Linked DNA regions of Mus musculus: region 2 is linked to region 1. A link is a contact called in public Hi-C data. All regions are on one chromosome and are shown on one strand. The core of a region is the stretch at or near the end of the contact, and the rest is flanking DNA. Distances in the headings are between cores, read along the strand shown. Region 1 overlaps Col5a1 (collagen, type V, alpha 1). Region 2 has its middle 20 kb from the start of Fcnb.

The links. Hi-C and Micro-C count contacts between places; a contact is called where the count stands out from the background.
Region 2: a Hi-C map of the G1E-ER4 cell line shows a contact between it and region 1, with 4 times the contacts expected there. The contact joins two enhancer-like sites. A contact is called at or near these places in 1 of 15 datasets of contacts at CTCF or cohesin (the G1E-ER4 cell line), 9 of 484 Hi-C or Micro-C datasets (the G1E-ER4 cell line, cerebral cortex, fetal liver and 2 more), 3 of 115 datasets of contacts at active chromatin or transcription factors (cardiomyocytes, fetal liver and neural progenitor cells) and 1 of 9 other capture datasets (embryonic stem cells).

The regions. Positions count from the first base shown.
Region 1 is chr2:27,981,025-27,983,635 of GRCm38.p6, forward strand. Col5a1 (collagen, type V, alpha 1) reads left to right here. Exons shown (of 66, transcript NM_015734.2): 27 at 13-66. Among named protein-coding and RNA genes, the nearest start is that of Gm13372, 50 kb to the right of the region's middle. Within about 2 kb of position 1,282, at least 13 of the 459 cell types and tissues checked have an H3K27ac peak or open chromatin away from gene starts, as enhancers often do. A contact at or near this core is called in the G1E-ER4 cell line, where this site is marked.
Region 2 is chr2:28,063,365-28,065,975 of GRCm38.p6, forward strand. No RefSeq gene overlaps it. Among named protein-coding and RNA genes, the nearest start is that of Fcnb, 20 kb to the right of the region's middle. Within about 2 kb of position 1,302, at least 22 of the 459 cell types and tissues checked have an H3K27ac peak or open chromatin away from gene starts, as enhancers often do. A contact at or near this core is called in the G1E-ER4 cell line, where this site is marked.

The DNA.
Region 1 (2,611 bases), core at 32-2,531:
CTTTGATCTTAGGGTCCTCCTGGCCCCCAGGGTCCCATTGGCTACCCCGGTCCACGAGGAGTCAAGGTAAGAGGGACTCTGCAGCTCTGGGTCTTCATAGAAGTCAAGGTGGGAAGGATGTATGTCCCTGGCTGGTTCCTGGCAGCTTCTCTGTTGTTAAGCCCTGCTCCAGGCACTCTAGAGTAGCCTAGTTCCCCAGTTCAGTATGCACATGCTGGGACCTCAGACAGCATGTCTGAGCAGGTGAGGATCTTGCCTGCCAGCTAGGGGACAGACTGCTACAGGATGAGGGATTACCTCCTAGACAGCTTGTGAAGAAGTGGGGACACTGTACTGGCCACCCTCTTGTGTTTACCATTTGTTCATACCAGGCTGACCTCTGGAGCCTTTCATGGATGTGGATCTTGTGAGGCAGGGGCATGGCCAGCCTAGGGAAGCTCAGAAACAGTCCTTTGAGCTACTGGCATGTTGGAAGAGGAAAAAGACTAGTATGTCCTCTCAAATCCCCAGCAGGCAGGGTTCGTGAGAGATGTCCATTTGTTTACAATCGTGTTTCTGCTGGTAGAAATTCCTGGAACCTTGTTAAGTGGGGCACAGAGTGCCAGAGCAATATTGAGAGCAAGGTCCCCTTTGTCCCTTCAGCACTAACTGAGTTTGCTCTGAGCTGCATGATTTAATCTTGAGTTCCACGGTTCCTGGGGCGAAGGCACATTCCTGTGTAGAAGATGAGCGTCTTATCGACAGGGTCTCTTCCTTCACCATACAGGGACTTTGCAATATCTCAAAGCTCCAGTCTCTTTCCCCACCCCAGCACCCGGCAAAAATGATAACAGCCCCTTCCTTCAAACTGACATGAAGGGGAACAGAGGTGTGCCCCCCTGTGAGTGTGCATATATGCAGAAGCACACCACAAAGCAACTTCAGTTTGAAGAATTTATATAAACATGACCCAGGCCGCTGCCCCACCCATGTACCTTGTGGTACTTTCTGTCCAGCATTGATGCAGACCCAAAGTATACAGCTGCCCTGGGTTGTGGAGGGTGGGGAGCTCACAACCTCCGTGTTCAGAGACTGTCTGGAATCCCTCCAAACATGGTACCCGCGTCTAGACTTGAACCCAAATGGCCCTGTTTCTGTGCCTCAGAAACCCTGACATCCTAGTTTCAAGAGTGACCTCTCGAAGATGGCAGCCTTAGGCAGGTCAGGTTCCTCCTGAAGCTTGCTTTTCCTGACACTGTGCCTACTGAAGGCTGGGAGGGAGATAACTGAGCAGCAGCGCTGATTATAGGAGCTCTACGTGTGTTTATCTTACAAATTTCTGTCTCCTACCCCAAGCCTTTGGCAGCTCCTATACATGGCTAATTGCGTAAGGCTTCCTCTGCAAGCTGAAAGGTGTTTACTTTAAAATGTTTATGGAGAATGCTCTTATCTATCGATCTGGTTCAAATTCACTCAGAACATGAGCAATCCAGTTAAGACTTGGAAGCAGAGAGGGAAGCAAGCATTAAGACAGTTTTCACAAGAGCAAGAGATAGTACTGCCCCGTGTGCTCTTGAGAACTGACGTGGTGTTGGCCACCTCATGAGTGCCAGGCTCACGGGCACAGCAGAGGTAGGTGTGGGAGCTGTCACCATTAGGGTAGAGAGATCTGATTATTTCCTACCCAGGCTTCTTCCAAGATGGGGTTCTCTCATGGCCTGTCTGCTATAAGAAAAATCCCACAATCTAGGGTTTTGTAATAGAGACTGGAAGTTCAAGGTCAAGGTGCAAGCAGATCATCATTTGGTTAGGGTCGCTTTCTCCTTCACAGCCTGGCTCTTCTCACTGCAGCCTCATAAGGTGGAAAGAGCAGACAGCCTCTCTCACCCCGCTCCCCTACTTCCCACCAAGAGTTGAACTCGGGGCTTGCCCACATCCCCTGGGCACTCTACCACCAAACTAAATAACCCCCTTATTTTTAATCGTTGTTTTGAGGAAGAATCTCACTAAGTTGCCTAGGTGTCTGGTCTTAAACTCATGCTCCTTCTGCTGCAGGGTCATGAGCAGTTGGGTTTGCAGGTCTGTGTCAGCTTCAGGGTCATGAGCAGTTGGGTTTGCAGGTCTGTGTCAGCTTCAGGGTCATGAGCATTGAGTTTGCAGGTCTGTGTCAGCTTCAGGGTCATGAGCAGTTGGGTTTGCAGGTCTGTGTCAGCAGGCCTGAACCTGAGAGATCATCTCTGCTGGGTTCTTCTGTTTATGTTTCTCTCCACCACAGAGATGCCTGGAAGAGTGTGGTGGGTGGGGCTCTAGGTCTCTCCTATGGAGACTTCTAGATATCCAGAAGGCATCTCAGGCAAAAAACAGTGCCCAGAAACCATTGGTTCCAAGGCAGCTGTCCAGACAGGGCACATTGTACCTTCCTGAATCTGTTGGACCACAGATGTTCTTCAACTCCTGTTACTTAGGTGCATGTGGCAAGCCTTGCTCACGGACTCTGTGTAGACATGTCATGATATCTCCATGTCTGCTCTACGCTCCTCTTCATTTTTCAGTTTGCTGCCCAACATTGACTCAGGTTTGAGCAAGCACAGAGCAGACTCCCTAGAGTCAGCACTCCTTCCTTAGAGCCATT
Region 2 (2,611 bases), core at 52-2,551, 82 kb after region 1:
CGGGTGAGTGGGTGAGTGGGTGAGTGGGCGGGCGAGTGGGTGAGTGGGTGGGTGGGTGAGTGAGCGGGTGGGTGGGTGAGTGAGTGGGTGGGTGGGTGAGTGAGTGGGTGGGTGAATGAGTAGGCAGGTGGGTGAGTGGGTGGCTGAGTGTATGTCAGTGTCTTTGTAGGTCAGGCTGGCCAGGGAATAGCTATGGGGCCTAGGATAGTCTTAAGTCTCCATCTTCCTGTTCCCAGCACTGCAGTGCTGAGCTGGGCAGAGTGTAGTCCCAGCTTGGATATTGTGGAGCTGGGGATCAAAGCCAGAGTGTCCTATATACTAAGCAGTTGCTTTTCCTTCTGAGCCTCAGCTCCAGGCCCAAGTCTGGGTCTCTGAATCTACACAGGCTCCCCTGGGATGCTGGTTCTTCAGGAAGTGAGAGTGCTCTGAAGCTGTGATTAATTGAGGTTAAATCTTGAGAGATGCTTGTTCAAAAAACATTTACCTTCACAAGAATGTGTCGTTGTTACAGGAGACAAAAATAAATGATTAAAGAGAAAAACATTTTTTAATCTGTCAAGCTAGAAAGTTTCTCCCCTAAAGTGTTGCTTTTAAATTTTTTCCTAACTGAGTGATGAACCAAAAATAATTTTTATAAATAAATTCCAAAATTTAGGCCTTGATGTAATTTGTTTATGAGCATCTCTGCTTTATCTTAATAAGACTTAAAAAGTGTTCATAAAATGGCCAAGATGTCTGGGAGAGAGATACCTTCTGAAACCAAACTGATAAAGTATACACATGGGCATGTGTCTGTGGGTCCTCGGAAGTGCGGGCCCATGGCCCAGTGAGGCTTCTGCGCTTGGTTGGTGAGGGTTCCAAATCTTTCTAAAAGCCAAGTTGATGTTCTTTCCCACCCATTCTCTCCCTGGTCCCATGTGCTACCTCTTCTCCAAACCATAGGTTCTCTGGCTGGTTTGTGCAAACTGGTTTTCCATCATTATAATAAAAGATCAGAGACCATTAACTGCTGTGAGGTGATAGGCTACCTTGCTGGCTACCTTCCACTTCTATAGGAAAGGCTTATTTGAGCTAATAGATTTAGAAACTCCAGTCTGTGGTTCAGTTGGGCACATGGTGACCTAGTAGGCATGTGTGGGTCAGCAAGCCACTTACATTATGATCAGGGAATGTGATATCCAGAATGAATTCAAGACCACCCAGTACCTTCCCGCTTCAAAAAGACCTTCCAAACTGTACTAGCAGGCCAAGTGCAGAGCCAGATAAAGAAGCTGGCTGACTAAACAAAGATAGAAACATAGTTTTAACGGTCAAAATGACTAAGCTTGCAACTGCCAGAGCAAGATTAACAACTCCCCTGCCCCACCCCACACTGAATTCTGAGACAAACTAAGCAATGCCTGAAAAAATTATTGGCTATACCAATTAAAATAAGCCAACAACCCTGGTACTGATATCTGGTCTTTACAAAGGTAGAAAACGTGTGTTCTTTCTTTGTTCTGGGTCTCTCCTCTGGCCTGCGTGCTGAGAGGGGAGTCCCCAACATGTTGGGTCAATAAAAAAAATCCTCATGCGGTTCACAACGATGGTGGTCTCTGTGGTCTTTGTGAGTGAGGTTCTCTTGACAAACTACAACGGGAATATGAAAGAGAAGGAGTCCCACAGAACACTTAAAGGGCACATATCCAGCAATTTTTTTTTTAATGCCAGGTAGACCCTGCTTCTTAAAAGAGCCACACTGTGCAGCAGGACTTACACTCGTGGGCTTGTGGGAGACATTTAACATCTAAAGCATGACACCCATCCAATGACTCTGTGTCTGAGGAGGATTGATAAAAAGTACTACAAGTGTCCTTTGTCAGCTTAATGCTTGACTGGGTACAATTTTAAAAGGTTCAAAGTTTTATAGATTGTGAAACTCAAGGGTAAGTTGATTGCTGGAGGCAGGTCTTGGGCTTTGCGTTGCTTGCTTGTTTTAAAATTTGTAAAAGATTTGTTTATTTTATGTCCATGAATGTTTTGCATGTGTGTGCTTGCGGCCGGAAGAGGGCACCATATCCCCTGGGACTGGAATTATGGATGGTTAGGGACCACCATGTAGGTTCTGGGAATTGAACCTTGGTCCTTTGGAAGAGCAATGAATATTCTTCAGTGCTGAGCTGTTACCCAGTCCCAAAGGCCTTGGGGCTGTGTAGCTTGCCTGCTTCTTGCTTCCTTTCCTTGGCTTCCAGATCCATCCAGACACCAATAAGCAGCCCCATGTTCTTGCAGCCACGGCCTCCAGCTTGTCTTGCTGCCCAGACTTGCCAGCATAATGGACTGTATCCTCACATCCTCAAGTCAGGTATCTTGGCACAGTAAGAAGAAGAGTAAGGAATGGACTGATCCATGGCAGTGTTAGCAAGACCCCAGGAGAGAGGCACACCTGTGTGCTGTGAGGCACTTTAGAGTCCACCATTGATGGAGATAACTCACTAGCTGGCTTCTTCTCACTCTGTCCGCTGCCTCCTGCCTCATCATTTCTGCTGTGGCAATGTGCTGATATGTGGACCACTTTCCCATCCCTTGGCTTCTCCTTTCTCTAATCTAATTCTATCTGAAATGGACCATC